Linked DNA regions of Mus musculus: regions 1 and 3 are each linked to region 2. Evidence: chromatin contacts called from public Hi-C and Micro-C data. All regions are on one chromosome and are shown on one strand. The core of a region is the stretch at or near the end of the contact, and the rest is flanking DNA. Distances in the headings are between cores, read along the strand shown. Region 1 overlaps Rad51b (RAD51 paralog B). Region 2 overlaps Rad51b (RAD51 paralog B). Region 3 overlaps Rad51b (RAD51 paralog B).

Evidence for each region. A called contact is a pair of places that touch in the nucleus more often than the background predicts.
Region 1: a Micro-C map of muscle stem cells shows a contact between it and region 2, with 4 times the contacts expected there. The contact joins two enhancer-like sites. A contact is called at or near these places in 1 of 15 datasets of contacts at CTCF or cohesin (the NIH/3T3 cell line), 5 of 484 Hi-C or Micro-C datasets (the MC38 cell line, embryonic fibroblasts and muscle stem cells) and 3 of 115 datasets of contacts at active chromatin or transcription factors (the NIH/3T3 cell line, embryonic fibroblasts and pancreatic cancer cells).
Region 3: a Hi-C map of liver shows a contact between it and region 2, with 3 times the contacts expected there. The contact joins two enhancer-like sites. A contact is called at or near these places in 1 of 15 datasets of contacts at CTCF or cohesin (the NIH/3T3 cell line), 3 of 484 Hi-C or Micro-C datasets (bone marrow-derived macrophages, embryonic fibroblasts and liver) and 1 of 115 datasets of contacts at active chromatin or transcription factors (embryonic fibroblasts).

What each region holds. Positions count from the first base shown.
Region 1 is chr12:79,470,655-79,473,354 of GRCm38.p6, forward strand. The region is part of intron 7 of Rad51b (RAD51 paralog B); the gene reads left to right. Among named protein-coding and RNA genes, the nearest start is that of Rad51b, 170 kb to the left of the region's middle. Within about 2 kb of position 1,362, at least 54 of the 459 cell types and tissues checked have an H3K27ac peak or open chromatin away from gene starts, as enhancers often do. A contact at or near this core is called in muscle stem cells and pancreatic cancer cells, where this site is marked.
Region 2 is chr12:79,599,049-79,601,748 of GRCm38.p6, forward strand. The region is part of intron 7 of Rad51b (RAD51 paralog B); the gene reads left to right. Among named protein-coding and RNA genes, the nearest start is that of Gm36048, 200 kb to the right of the region's middle. Within about 2 kb of position 1,428, at least 157 of the 459 cell types and tissues checked have an H3K27ac peak or open chromatin away from gene starts, as enhancers often do. A contact at or near this core is called in liver, muscle stem cells and pancreatic cancer cells, where this site is marked.
Region 3 is chr12:79,403,296-79,405,995 of GRCm38.p6, forward strand. All of the region lies in intron 7 of Rad51b (RAD51 paralog B), which reads left to right. Among named protein-coding and RNA genes, the nearest start is that of Rad51b, 110 kb to the left of the region's middle. Within about 2 kb of position 1,421, at least 7 of the 459 cell types and tissues checked have an H3K27ac peak or open chromatin away from gene starts, as enhancers often do. A contact at or near this core is called in liver, where this site is marked.

The DNA of each region.
Region 1 (2,700 bases), core at 112-2,611, 130 kb before region 2:
TACACAAACACCAATTAAATATACAAAAAATATACTCAATTGCCTTATTCATCAGCAGGATGTGCATTAAAACCATAATAAAATAGAGGCTTATATTATATGGCTATACTATATGGCTATAATTTAAAAAGAAAGGCAATGACAAGAGTGTATAAAAACCTTGAACCTTTAAACATTGCTGGTGGGAGTATAAAGTGGTGCAGCCATAGAGAAAAATGCTTTCATTCTTTAAAAAGTCAGAGTACGTTATGTATGGCCCCACAAGTTTACATCTAATATATGTCCTGGAGAACAAAAAGTTTCCCCACATAAAATGTGTACATATCCATCATAGCAGTATTTGTTGTAGTCATAAAGTTGTAAGAATAGAGATATCTACGAACTAAAGAGTAAGATATGAAATATCCATAATTTACCATTATTTTGTGATGTAAGAAGCAAAGAACTGATACATGCTGGACAAACACTGCACTATGTGAAAAGGACCAGTCACACACGACTATATTGTATACTTGCATGCATATGAAATGTTCAAAATAGGTAAAGCTATAGGAACAGAAAAGGCATTAGTGAGTGGTTGCCATGCTCTGGAGACAGTGGGGATATGGATTGGCTTAGTAATGGACATGTTTGTTTCCACCAGGGCAATGAAAATGTCCTGTAGTTATATATTAGCAATGATTTCAAATCCCTGTATACAGTTAGAAACAGCAAATCGTATGCTTTACGATCATATGTTGTGTGGTTAAATATCTTAATAAAACTGATGCATGCATTTAAAACTACATGTTATTTTGGCTTTGGGAGTTTGCTTTAATCTACTCTTTCAGGTATCTGTTTATAGGTGGATTACTTCAACAAACAGTGTAATCTCGGCTTCTATTTTCTATTAGGAGCTCTAAGCTCTTTATTATTTTAATTATTTGGTTTTTTTTATGTTTTTGGTAGGCCTTGCTTCTCAGTCCACGCTGATCTTGGAATTGTGATCTTCCTGCCTCTTCCTCCCGGATTCTGGAATTACAGGCAGGTGACATCATGATTGGCTTTTAATTTTTCTTTCTGAATTTTTTTTTTGCCCTACTTTATATCTGGCAGCCTTATTGCATACAAGTAAAACCTGACAGAATACCATATGATGTCATGTTTCCTTCTTGATCTTTTTTTAAACCTTAATGATAAAATAATAGCCAAACCAGAGTGTCCTGTCATAATTATATTGTTTGCAAATGTCATTTTCAAGGGTACACATTTGATTTAGAAACTACTTTGCCTATATTTTCTGCTATTCATGGCACTGGATGACCACACACTTGAAATATTCCCTGGCTAAAGCACCAGCATCCTGGAGGTCAGTGTAGACATGACTCATGGTTTGATAGAATGCAGTCAGGTTGAATATGACTCTTATGTGGCTGTAAGCCCAGGATACGATATGAATTCATACATTGCCTTTCTTTTGTAAACATGATATTCAAGTCGGTTTTCTTTTTTTGAGGGCTTTGGCACAGTGCTGGGGAGAAGTATGAGTGTCCTACCCAAAGCATTCTAGAACAGGAAGCAACATTTTCTGAGGGAAATGAGGAGCTTAGTAGACAGAAGATAAAATTTCCACTGAAGATGGTTCTTTTCCATTGGCGTCCTCACTGAGTATTCCAGGGGTGTGGCTGGGAATCCTCTGCTGCATGCCCCTCTGTTGAGAGTGATTGGATAAAGAAACCAGTTATTTGGGGCCTGATGTGTAGACAACAAGGAGCCACAGTTCTGGATGTGGTATTTGGCTCGGGCATCCTTACTAGTGATGGAAATGTGGGGCTGGAGGGAAAGTAGACTGCATTTTAGACTCTTATCAGTTGAATGCTGAATATCCCTGTAGACAGTGCCTGCTAAGTTGTTGGCATACTTGGGAAAAGTTCTATATCATAGCCTCAGTCTCTAGTACCACTTAAATCTCAATTTTTTTGTCACTTATATATTTATTTACTTATTTACTTAGTTATTTATTTATTATACTCCATATTTTATCCCCCCCCCTCAATCCACCCTCCGACTGTTCCACATCCCATACCTCCTCCCCACCCTCCTGGCTCCACATGGATATCCCCACCCTCCACCCAACCTGATCTCTAAATTCCCTGGGGCCTCCAGTCTCTTGAGGGTAGCTGTATCATCTCTGAATGAACACAGACCTAGAAGTCCTCTACTATATCTGTGTTGGGGGCCTCATATCAGCTGGTGTATGCTGTCTGTTTAGTGGTCTAGTGTTTGAGAGACCTTGGGGGTCCAGATTAATTGAGACTGCTGGTCCTCCTACAGTATTGCTCTTCTCCATCTCAGCTTCTTTTAGCCTTCCCCTATTCAACAACAGGGCTCAGCTGCTTCTGTCCACTGGTTGGGTGCAAATATCTGCATCTGACTCTTTCAGCTGCTTGTTGGGTCTTTCAGAGGGCAGTCATGATAGTCCCTTTTTGTGAGTGCTCCATAGCCTCAGTAATTGTGTCAGACCTTGGGACCTCCCCTTGAGTTGGATCCCACTTTGGACCTGTCACTGGATCTTCTTTTCCTCAGGCTCCTCTCCATTTCCATCCCTGTAATTCTTTCAGACAGGAAAAATTATGGGTCAGAGTTGTGACTGTGGGATGGCAACCCCATCCCTCACTTGATGTCCTGTCTTCCTGCTGGAGGTGGGCTCTATAAGTTCCC
Region 2 (2,700 bases), core at 178-2,677:
GCCAAAAGGAAAATTCCCAGGCCACCTCCATGCCAATGCAATGAAAATCAGCAGCTGCCATTGCTCAACAAGGTCCTTGTGACCTATAAATCAATGGCTAAGAGCCCTTGCAGTGAACGGTGGCATGTGTGTGTTTATGTGACTATGTGAGATACATGACAGTGTTTGCTGCTTTGGGGAAAGAACCTGAATCTTTTCTGATAAGTAAGAGAATTAAGCAGAAATTTTTGCCTAAATCTTTTGGGGTTATTGTTGTTGTGTTAGTGGATGAGAGCCTAAGAAGTTGTATAAGAGAAATGAATGACATTAAAGAGAGAAACAGACACACAAGACCAAGAAATAATCAAGTCTAGAACATCTTACTGACACACTATTGATAGCACACTCACAGTAAACATCATCGATGCCTTGATAGGGCAGAAAGATCTGGAAATAAAAACCCCAGCGATTCATCTGTTTAAACAAAAGAAAGGAGATAATGTGGAGAGGCAGTGAAATGGAGGCTGAGATGAGATGTGAGTATTGAAGACACACACATGAGAAAGCCACTAGGCCCTACCCCAGTGTAGCATTGCAGGTAAGAGAGAAACCGGAAAGCACACTTGCCCTGCTCAGACACACTATCTGCAGCACATTAAGCATCTAAAAGTTAATGATACCAGAATAGTATCTTCAAAAAAAACCAAAATCGTAAAACAGAAATTAAGGCCCCAGTAAAACATTTGGGAGAATTTGAATAGATGTAGCAGGGAACCAGAAAATAATTCAAAACTTCAACTGGAAAAGTGATTTTAAGTTGTGCCTGCTATGTAACAACTGGCAAAAAGAGAGAAGGGAAAGGGAGGGAGGAAGAGAGGGAGGGAGGAAAGGGAAGGGAAGGGAAGGGAAGGGAAGGGAAGGGAAGGGAAGGGAAGGGAAGGGAAGGGAAGGGAAGGGAAGGGAAGGGAAGAAGGGAAGGGAAGGGAAGGGAAGGGAAGGGAAGGGAAGGGAAGGGAAGGGAAGGTAAGGGAAGGGAAGGGAAGGGAAGGAAAAGAGAAGAAAAGCAAGATGGTGCTGTATTTCCTGAGTTGTGAAACCAACCTGTCCTGACAGAAGAAGAGAACCGCCCCACACAAACACACACACGTACACACACCCCGACTGATGGCCAAGCACAGTGTGTGTACGTCTAATTTCAACCTCACAGTTAAAAGTGAAGCCAGGGACTGAGAATACTATCCACTGAGAGAAAAAAAGCAGAGGGGATTTTCTGAGCCAGATCCAAAATCATAAGGCTCAGGGGGAATTACTTTGATTTTGTCAAGTCAGAGCACATAGCCAAAGGCAGCAGACATGGGATATTGTCAGAGGTAAATCACCCGGCTAGGCCTGCTCTGTCTTATTGCAAGGTCAGAGGAGCACGGCGAGCCGGCCAAATGTTTCCAACCATGGAAATCCCCTAACTTTCCAACTGCTACAGTCCCACAGCTCCGAGGCTTTACTCACAGCAGGGCTCTGTTCCAGCTTTCAAAGCTCTCCAAGTTGATTAATCATTTTCTTGTTCTGACTCATTCAGGCTTCTAGAAAAAAATAGCTAAAGGTACTAGATGGGCTGGGTGGATCAGGGAGGTCAGATAAATTGGCTTGATGTTAGTCTATACAAAAACCTAGAAGAAATCGCCAAAAGTCTTTCGGCCTACCATCCTCCAGTGCTATGTATGGTTTGGGGCCAAAGGCCATTGGCTCGTTCCATGTGTTTAAAGCAGAATATTTCTGTGTGCATTAGCAAACTTGGGTATGCGAGCATTCATTTCTTAATGTTAAGGTAAGTTATTATAGGCTAGTAACTTAGAATTAGGATTCCATTTGTATCTATGCAGATGGACTGTGGACCCATGTATAAGCCTCTAACACCGACAATGTCAAACACATATACAGTGTTTATTATTTATCAGGCACTGTGTGCTTTTACCAAGAGACAAGTTTACAGCACTGAAAGGTCAATTTTGATCATCTTAGCCAAGGCCATACATAATGATTATATTATTTGGTCTGGCTAATATTCCCCACCATGAAGCTTATATTTTAAAAAATAAATTGTTTTAGTTTATGATTATATTGAGTCATACTGGAATGTCTGCTTCTTTGCTTTTGTAACACATTAATCTCTGGGCTTATTCATTGAGTTCATAGACGCTTATTACGCACCTGAGTGTACTAGTCATCAGAGAGAAAATTGTAAATCCTAAGATGCCACCTCAGACCTGAGGACATACACTGTGCTAGTGCCTTTTAACTAAGCAAACAAAACACATGGAGAAACACAGAGCATGAAACAACTATTTCTGCAAAGAAAAGGAGACAGTAGAATTGGGAATTTATGAAAAATCTGAATTTTCCGAGTGTTAAGGTTGGAAGGAACAGCACCATCATAGGGAATGGTTTGTATGAATGCTGAAATGTTTGAAATGGCATAGCATGCTGGAAATAGAAAAATAATCGTAGAGTCATGGTGGGGAGCTGAGTGGGTTAAATTAAACGGAGATGGTGATGGGCCTTGGGTAGAATACTCAGAGTTGCAGAAGAGCTCATGGTAGTTTAAAAGAAAGACAACAACTTTATTGGATTATGTTTCAGAAAAAGAACTCTGAAGATAATGTGGAATAGGTCTAAAGGGGAGCAGAGGCCAGACAGAAAGCGTCTGTGTGTCCCCTGAGGGGT
Region 3 (2,700 bases), core at 171-2,670, 200 kb before region 2:
TGCCTCTAAACATCTCATAACCTACAAGATTACAGTGGTGTATAAACTCATTCTGATTGAGTTTATAATATAAAGACTCCAAATAGAGCCACAGTGACATTGTATGAAGATCATGGACATTGAAATGAGATAATCTTCATTCAAATCTGTGTCACTGGAGTTCTCTAACCTCTCTTAGTTTCCATCATGTATCGAAATAATAATAATTTGTGGACCTTAAATCAACAAGATTAAGATGATTGTTTTTGTAAACCTTGGCAGGTAGTAGAGATTCACTAACTACTGGTTTCTTTATCCTTAAAGTACATTTAAGATATAGAATCAGTTAATTTTATTACTGCAACAATTTTCAGGGTAGAATTGACATTTAAATTGTGCCTTGGATGTCGGGTAGGATATTGATATACAATTGTAAACCCCTCCACATGGGTGCTGGGAACTGAACTCAGGTTCTCTGCAAGAACAGTGCTGCTGAGCCATCTCTCCAACCGCATTCACTCCACTTCAGTGAACTTCCATTAACCTCAGTGAACAAGTGTTAGAACATGTAACTAGTGGGAAGCCTGCATATGTGCTTATGGAGTCATAGTCTAGAACTTAAGAAAAGCAATTTAGTTTAGCAATATAGTCGTGGTTTATGCCTCTATTCCCAGTGCTGGTGAGACTGAGGCAAGAGCATTGTCAGGAGTTCCAAAGTATTTTGGGCTACAAAGTGAGACTATCTTAATGGGCAAACAAATGAATGAAGAAATAAGAAAAAGAAAACAAAATCAAAGTGGTGGGTAAATAAAGATGAAAGGCAGTATCAACCTAGGCCATTCCTGTTTACTGCCATTACTAATACATTGGGGAGGCTTGTGGGAGATGTGTGAGCTGATGTTTCGTAAGCCACTGTTCCAGGCTGCTTTACACAGGTGAGCTGAGCTGATCAATTCATTGACTTGCAACTGCAGAGCACCCTCCCTCATCGCAGGACCATGTTGCTGAGTGCTTTCTTGTTTGATTCCTGTCTGCCCTCTGCCTGTTAGGTTGCTTCTCTAGGCTTTCTGAACGGGGATGTGGGAAATTTCCAGAGCCCTTCCCAAACTCTGGCTTGCTCTCTTGGTATGAGTGCTGGCATAGCTTTGTAAAATTGTACCTAATGCTTTTTCTATGCTCCTTAGCATATGGAACCGAAATGCAACATTTGAGTTCACTGAGATTAAGATTTGCCTTGAGGTTTTGTTTGTTTGTTTGGCCTTTTGAGGCTGGAGCTCAGTGGTGGAGCATGTGAATATCCAGCACTGCAGAAAGAAGAAAAAGACAGGTTCCCCCCCACCCCTGTTTTTTAAGTTAATATTTTTTTGTACTATGAAGAGTCAATGACTTCTTGGCCTGTTTGGTCAGTTTGTCCAGTGAGTAATTCATCTGACCTTTGGCTTAATATTATTTGTTTTGAAACTCTAGTAATGTAGAAGACATGACAGGGGAGTGTTTTTTTTCTGACACAGATAAGATCAGAAACGGGATTAATTAAAAAAGCCAAATGCCACCTTTGAAATATGGGATTTGGTGTTTTAAAAAGAAGTCCTTGTCTGTGACTAGTGCTGATCATTTGGGAATCTGTCTCTCTGTTAAATGCTGACACTTGAAGTCCTCTTGAGGATGTATTGGAATTACTTTGAGTTTATAAGCTAAAGATATTATTCAGTCATGAGAATGGTTTACTTTCTTATTTAGGAGTTTTTAATGCCAAGTTCTGTCACCAAAGACCTGGCACATTATTTACTCATGGCTTTTCCATATTCATTTATTAGCAGGTTTTTTTTTTTTATTACACAATCAAACTGATCTATCAGAAAGTTTGTTTTTTTTATAGGTAGATTTGGGGTCAGAAACCCTAGCTTTCCTAAGTTGTTAAAGTGGTTTGTAAACTTCCTTGTGGTTTCCATGGGGAGAATCACGTATGCAGTGGAAATTCTTCGGTCCAGACGTCATACTTTATCATTGTAGCTATGCCCAGTGATTATGGGGTCTTGTTTTGTCCTGATGTGAAAAACACTACTGACCTGGAGCTCTTCAGGCTAGAAAGTTCTGTTGCTGGTAAGAGTTATTTTTTCCTTAAGTAATAAGTCAATGTGGGGTTGCATAAATGTCTTTCTAGTCAAAATGATAAACCACATGGACTTTTGCTCTTATTCTATTAATGTATAAAGTTTATTAATAGATTTTTCTAGCATTGAACCACTTATATTCTCAGATAAAATGGTTCATCAGTAGATTTCTATTGTCATTAGTTTCTAGGAATGAACGACCTGTAGATTTTCTCTCCAGCAGTGAACCTTTAGAGATCATAGGATAAGTTGGTAGCTGTGATGGGTGATGCCAGTTCTCAGCTTGGTAGGATCTGGAGTCACCTGGGAGTAGGGTCTCAGTGAGGGTTTAATGAGGCTGGGTTCGTCTGTGGGCACTTGCTTTGAGGGCTGTAGTTGATCTGGGAAGGTTCATCTTGCATGTGAGCAGGATTCCAAGCTGTCGATGGAGGGCAAGCGGGCTGAGCATAGCATGCACTTATTCTGGTCTTCTGACTGGGGACAGAATGGGACCAGTCCTGCTAAGCTCCTGCTTCTATGACCTCCTTCCCTGCCCCGATGGACAATAACCTGGAGCCCTGAGCTAAATAAGCTCTTTCTCCTTTGCGTTTCTTTTGTTCGGGGCATT